2 separate regions of the Oryctolagus cuniculus genome follow, and region 2 is linked to region 1. Evidence: chromatin contacts called from public Hi-C data. All regions are on one chromosome and are shown on one strand. The core of a region is the stretch at or near the end of the contact, and the rest is flanking DNA. Distances in the headings are between cores, read along the strand shown. Region 1 holds the start of CLCN2 (chloride voltage-gated channel 2). Region 2 has its middle 39 kb from the start of CHRD.

What was found. A called contact is a pair of places that touch in the nucleus more often than the background predicts.
Region 2: a contact with region 1 is called in a Hi-C map of skin fibroblasts, with 9 times the contacts expected there. The contact joins the enhancer-like site here to the promoter of CLCN2 in region 1. A contact is called at or near these places in 2 of 6 Hi-C or Micro-C datasets (skin fibroblasts and an unstated tissue).

What each region holds. Positions count from the first base shown.
Region 1 is chr4:93,930,443-93,933,765 of mOryCun1.1, reverse strand. CLCN2 (chloride voltage-gated channel 2) reads left to right here and starts at 1,814. Exons shown (of 24, transcript NM_001082751.1): 1 at 1,814-1,903. The coding sequence starts at 1,832. It overlaps POLR2H (RNA polymerase II, I and III subunit H), which reads right to left and starts at 534. Exons shown (of 5, transcript XM_002716474.5): 1 at 1-534. The coding sequence starts at 23.
Region 2 is chr4:93,988,729-93,992,051 of mOryCun1.1, reverse strand. No RefSeq gene overlaps it. Among named protein-coding and RNA genes, the nearest start is that of CHRD, 39 kb to the right of the region's middle. Within about 2 kb of position 1,706, at least 1 of the 8 cell types and tissues checked has an H3K27ac peak or open chromatin away from gene starts, as enhancers often do.

The sequences.
Region 1 (3,323 bases), core at 565-3,064:
TCCTCAAACAGGATGCCCGCCATCGTGAGGGGGCCACGAGAGCAGCGGAAACGCGAGGAGCGAGACCACAACTACGAGTTAGCCCACTCTCGCGTGGAAAAAGAAGACACTAGAGCAAAAGGCGCCTGAACGCTGGCGGCAGAGCAGCAGGAAAGCGCATGCGCACCAGCTTGCAGTACGGCAGCCACTTCCGCCGCCTCCACCTCGGGGATTCTCAACTTCCGCCCCGATAGATTGCTGGCGAGGGAACACGCATTGAGGGCGTGTCTCCGAGCCAGGTGACTCCGCCCAGGGCGGGAACGCCCCAAGCACCACCTCTGGCGGAGGTGGCTCGGGTTATCGCGCTCCGCTGGGGCTCCGCTTCGCCCTCTCCAGAGTCCGGGCCCTGAAGCCTGGAATGCTTGGAGACTTAACCCAGGCCGAGACCTTGATCTTTGCCCCAGAGAAGCCGGGCCCTAGCCCTACCCTGCCGGTCCTCGTGTCCCCCGAGGGCATAGTCCGCGCCGGGGACGGGTGCAACAAAACTCCGCCCCCAGAGCGCTAGCCCAGCAGGACGTAATGCCTAGTCCCTCAACTGGCACCGAGGGCCCCCAGGTCGGCGGGGGCTGGCTCGGCCCTGCTGGACGTCACCTGAGCCGGGGCCGTCCAGGATATCACTCCGGGGGAAAGGAAAGCTGGCACTGCCCTCCTCTGGCGCTGCACCCTCCCCCCACCACTGCCCTCTTCCCCTGGGCCCTGCTCGCTCCTTCCGCCTGCCACAAATCCCCTCACACTGCCCTACCCGTTAGCAGTGCCCCCTCAGCGTGTGCCGCGTGTTCCCCCAGCACTGCCCTCCTCTTGGATCACTTTCCTGTCTCTTCCTCCCGGGTGCTGGCCCCCTTCTCCCACAACCTCCCTTCCTTGGCCTCCTGCCGCCCTCCTGCACGCCGCGTCTGCGCTCGCTATCTCGAACGCTGCCCGTGCACCCCGTGCTCACCCCACCCTCTGTTCTCTCCTTCCCCGGACCCTGATAGAGAAAGCCAAACCCCAGCAGGCCGTTTCCCCAAGGCGGCGAGACGTCAGCAGCTCCTGGGGTTTTCCTTGGGCCCTGCCAGGAGAAGCGACCTCTGCCCACCCCACCCCACCCCCGACGCCTGCCTTCCAGGCACTAGAACTCCCTTCCCTCGGGCCTTTCTTTCCCAGTCCCCTTGCCCGCAAAATCCGGCGGGTCCGGTATTGCAGGGGCACCTCCTGAGGCTAGCCCCGAGCAAGGGCAGGAGCCCAGAATGGCCCTCCGAATCCCCCGCAGAGGGGCCTTTCCAGGCCCGCCTGGGCCTCCAGTCCTCAGCAGAGAAGGCAGCTGCTCTCACGAATTAGCAGCCCTGCAGCCCCGAGCCCGAAGTCCTAAGCGCCCGGCGGCTCCGGTCCCTCTCCGCCTTGCACGGAGAGCTGTGGACCGGCTCCACGTGCCAGTGGCCCTGCCCCGCCCCGGCCGCGGGCGCCCCTCTCAGTCCTTCTCCGCCGGCAGGCGCGTTCCAGGCGCCCCCTGCCGCCTCTCCGGAGCCTGGGAGGCGGCCCCGTCGCAGACCCTAGCCGGGCTAGGCCGGCCCCTCCGGATGGGCTGGCGGGCGGAGCAGCGCAGAGGGCACCGCCCTCGGCCCGCCCGCCGAGGAGGGGACGGGAGCGGGAGGCCGTGCCAGCGGCGCCCGCCCGGGGCCCGCCGCACTCTGCTCTCGGCCGCCCGGGCTGCGGGGACCGGACGGGGACCGACCGGCGCTGGCTGCGCGGGCGGAGTGCCGAGTCCAGGCCGGAGCCGGAGCCGCAGAGGGAGGCAAGAGGGCAGCGCGCCGAGATGGCGGCCCCAGCGGCCGCGGCGGTGGAGGAAGGGATGGAACCGCGGGCGCTGCAGTATGAGCAGACCCTGGTGAGTGAAGCCGAGCACAGCCCTGAGCAGAGCGCTCAGAAGCCGCTGCTCCTGGAAGCGTGAGGGCAAGGGGGCCTACCCAAACCCTGCGCTGGCCTTTTGAGCTGGGGAAACTGAGGCCTGGGGGGTGGGTGGCTGCATGCTGGTGCCTGGCGGAGGACAAGGACACCAGGTGCTTGCCCCAGGCGTCCTTCCCTTCACCCTCCCACACGCGTCTTCTCTGCTCCATCCCCCTCACACCCTGAGCACCCGCGCCTCAGCACCCCGTTCTCTCTCCCCAGTGCCATTCACACCCTTGAACTTTCTCAGCACTCCTGTCTCCACCATCCAAGACCCCGCCTGTGTCCCTGCCATGTGCTTGGTGCTAGGCACAGAAATCAAGTGTGCAGAAAGATGAGCAGACCCGAACTCAGCCGCGAAGCTTTTGGTCACTGCAGTGGGGACAGGTGGCCTGCCACCTCCTACCCCGCTCCCAACCCCTAGGAACGGGAACATTAGGGAGAATAGGGCAAGCAGGAATGGGTGTGGGAATTGGGACCTTTGTCCATGCTGACTCTGGGTATCCAGCCCCCACCCAGCCCCAGGGTGTCCCTTGACCTCGTTAGAGGCAGGGGTCCTGGGCTCTGGGCTGACTCACAGCCACCAGGTGTTTGGGAAGTCACTTGGCCCTTTTTGTGGCAGTGGGGTGGGACCCAAGCCTTAGGAAAGGAAATGGGCTCTAATGGCTCCTTTTTAGCAGCTTGAGCTGGAATTTGCCCAGGAAGGTGGCTGGGAGGGGACCTTCCAAGGAAGAGAGGGCCTGGGCTGTAACTTGAGTCTGGGAGTTGCCCAGTTTTGTAATGGGACAGAATGACTGGGAGAGGTGTCAGGGTGGGGATAGCGAGGGTCAAGGGAAGCTCTTGGGTGGCAGAAGGCAGCCAGGCACCTGGCTTGGAAAGGGTCAGCCTCTCTCCTTGGTGCTCTGCTCCAGCCTCCTATCCCTTTGTCCTCTCACTCCCACCCCTCCCTTTGTGGCTGCCTGTGCCCTCGGTTCTCTTCCTCCTCCCCACTTCTTCCCCTCTGTCTTCTCTCTCTTCTCTGTCCCTTTCTCCCTCTCATTCCCTCTACGCTCTTTGCTCTTCCCGCTCCTCACTCTATCTCTCACCCCCTTTCTCTGTCTCTATCTTTCCCTCCCTCACCCCCCCCTCCATCCCCAGCCCCAACAGGAGCCCTTTGTGTCTCCAAGCTCTGCGGGTGGCAGCCGGAATCTACTCCTCCCCACCCCCCAACACGCCCAGCTTGGCAGGTCTGGCCCTGGCCAGCCGACTCTCCGTCCCATCACCCCAGCATCCGCAGCCTCTGCTGTCCCACAATGTGCCGCTGCACTCAGGAGCTGAGGCCACCAGGCCCTCTTCACCCACCCAGAGAGGCTTTCCACTCC
Region 2 (3,323 bases), core at 457-2,956, 58 kb before region 1:
CTTTGTCTCCCTTATAGGGCTACACGTATACCTTTGATTGGACATTCTAAGGTTACATGGCGGCCACAGGAATTGATACAATACTGCCTATGCGTACATAGTTACTGATGGTATTTTTCCTCGCACATATTTTTCCTCGCACATACCGAGCCCTACGCTGTCTGGCAAGGGTTAACATCAGTGGAATGGTTGCATATAAGCAGATAGTAACTACAGTTGAAGCACTGGTAGGCAAGCAGGTAACAAGCACATTTCATTCCCAGGACAGATGCCTCCCTTTTTCTTCTGACCTTGGGAAGGCTTCTACCAAGCTTTAACCATGTCAGTTAGAAACAAGCTTCACTGAAAGACGAAGGCCTGTACCCCACAAGGGCACCAATCTCGTTCATGAGGGCTCCGCTGCAGTGACATTACCACCTCCCAGAGATTCTACCCCAGTACGGTCACCTTGGGGTGAGCATTGGAAGGGAGATAACAGAGGACTGCCAGGTACTTAAGCTTCCTGTGTTAAAGACACCAACACCAGGGCTGGCGCTGTGGCGCAATAGGTTAATCCTCTGCCTACAGTGCCGGCATCCCACATGGGCGTGGTTTGAGTCCTGGCTGCTCCACTTTTGATCCAGCTCTCTGCTATGGCCTGGGAAAGTAGTGGAGGATGTCCCAAGTGCTTGGGCCCCTGAACCTGCGGGGGAGACCTGGAAGAAGCTCCTCACTCCTGGCTTCGGATCAGCTCAGCTTTGGCTGTTGCAGCCATTTGAGGAGTGAACCAGCGGATGGAAGATCTCTCTGCTTCTCTGTAACTTGTCCTTTCAAATAAATAAATAAATCTGGAAAAAAAAATAAGGAAAATAAAAGAAAGAAAAAAAAACTGGCGTGGAGGTGGATCTTGAGGAACAAAGACAATTGGCCTCTGAACAAAAACATTCTAAAAATCTGTGATCAATGTCCTTAGAGCAGTAAGTTGAAATGTGTGAATAATACAAATAGGAGAAGAAATGTATGTAACTTAGAATGTTTGGCAGTAAAGTCAATGAATTTTCCTGAAAGCAAAACAGAGAGAGAGAGAATGACAACAGGAAAGAAGAGGGAGACCCTTTGGATGATTAATCCAGAAAGTCCAGCAAAATCATCCAAATAATAGGAACTCTACCAACAGAAGATGGAGAGGAGAAAAGTATGAGGGAAATAATTCAGAGGTGGCGTCGGCACAGCAAGGAGGGTGCAGCTCAGGACACCACATCCCGCAGCGCAGTGCTGGGGTTTCGGTCCCAGCTCCACCCTCAGCTCCAGCCCGGACAGGAACAGGAGCACAGAGCAAGGAAAGGTTAAAAAAAAAAAAAAATACCAGGATGTATCTAGCATGCTCAGACACAGAGAGGAGGTGAATTACTCATGGGATTAAAAATGCAAGTAAACAAGCAAAAGAAAATAATGGAGTGTTACTATCACCAGGAAAAACACAAAGTTGTACAAGCGAGGAAAAAGGACCACACTTCCGTGTGCGCGTTAGCACTGCGTAATATTGATGGGGCAATACTGATGTAAGCACCGACTCACTAGAGAAAAACCAGGCCATTTGCCATAACAAGTGTCGCTACTTAACACCCAAAATGAAAACAAGAAAAACACACGTAAGCCCTATAGAAACCTTGAGGCCAATACCAAAACAACCAAACACGAGCTGAAGGCCGTGGAAAGGGATTGCCTTCAGGGATTGGATGGAGTAGGGGAAGGTGGGACGAGGAACGGCCATTTCTTTCATGATGAACAACATTATCTCCTGTTGTGTAACAAACCACCACCAAAACTTCTTAGCTTAATGGAACAACAAGATTTGCTATCTCACTGGAGTCTGAGAGTCAGGAACTCAGGAGCAGTTTAGCAGGGGAGTTCTAGCTCAGAGCTTTCGTGAGGCGACCGGCCAGAGGCTGCCCAGGGCTTTGACGACCTGAGGTCTGGCACGAGGCGGGAGCATCCACTTTCAGAGCAGCTCGCCAACGGACTGGCAAGCCTTGCTGAGCGCAGCGTGACGCACACGGCTCCCTGGGGAGGCTGGAGTGCCCTCTGCAGGAACAGTGAGCGAGTGACACGGAAGCTGTCACACCCCATTGTTTTCTGCAATGCACTGGAGGGACGCGAGAACCAGGAGAGCGCCACTGGGGGGCGCTGCAGGAAGCTGGCAACCACAGAAGCCTTGGAGAACTATTTGACCTTAAAAAAAAAAAAAAGTGTATCTTAAAATATATACATCCTACAATAATCCTTTTTAGTGACAGTCTGTATTTTATATCTTTAGGAATGCCTGAGTTCCACCTCAAAATATTTTTTGTTTTTAGGGTTTTGGTTTTTTGTTTTTTTTTTTTTTTTTTTTGGTCTTAAATTTTAGCTGTAAGTTAGCTGGGTATAAAAGTCCTGGAAGATATTCTCTGTTGTCTCTGGCCTGACTTTGCTAAGAACAAAAGTTACTTTTTAAATAATATGCCTTTTCCTCTGGTCTACTGTAGGGTTGTTTTGTTTTGTTTTTCTCTTTACCCCAGACGTTCTGACACTTCCCCAAGGAGATTTCCTGAGTATTTCTTCATGCTCCTGTATTATTTCACTGTCATTCCCTTCACTGTGTTCCTCTGACGCTCCTCCTGGACATACGTTCATTCCCTCATAACTGCTTTCGTATTCTCAATCTTTGCCCCTGTGTAATATGTGAGTATGAATTCCTCAATACCATCTTCTAACTCATTGGTCTTCTCTCTGTCTATTTTACATACTGTAGCTTTTCATTTTTAATAATCAAACTTGTCTAAGCTTTCTAATTTGTTCTTGCCATATCTCCTTGTTCTCATTTTGTTCCTTATTCATCTCCAGTGGACTTTAAACCTTTGCCTTTTAAGCATCCTTTATATTTTTTTAAAATTCTTTTGAAGCCTTTCACAAAGTAAATTTAATCTGGAGTGAATTCCTATTCCAAATATTGATTTTATTGACTTTTTTTCTTACCATCAAACATTTTACATGGATTTTGGCTTACAACCTCACAGTGAGTTGGAGCATTTTTTGCTTTGTTTTGTTTTTACATCTGTTTTTCTCTCTTTGCTTATCCTGAGCTGGGACCCCAGGCCCAGCTGAAAACCAAGTCCTACGATAGCACTTCGGGGCCTCCCTCTCTTGTCTATAGGAGGACACTGCAGATGCAAGCCTCTGGCTGGAGGGTGCTGGCCTCAGCTTGGGCCCCAAGCCTGTCTTCTTTCACCTTCCTACATCTCAAGCTGCAGGCTGTACACAACAAAGGTCTGTTTTCCCTTTTCCTTCCTCCTTTCACAAGCAGA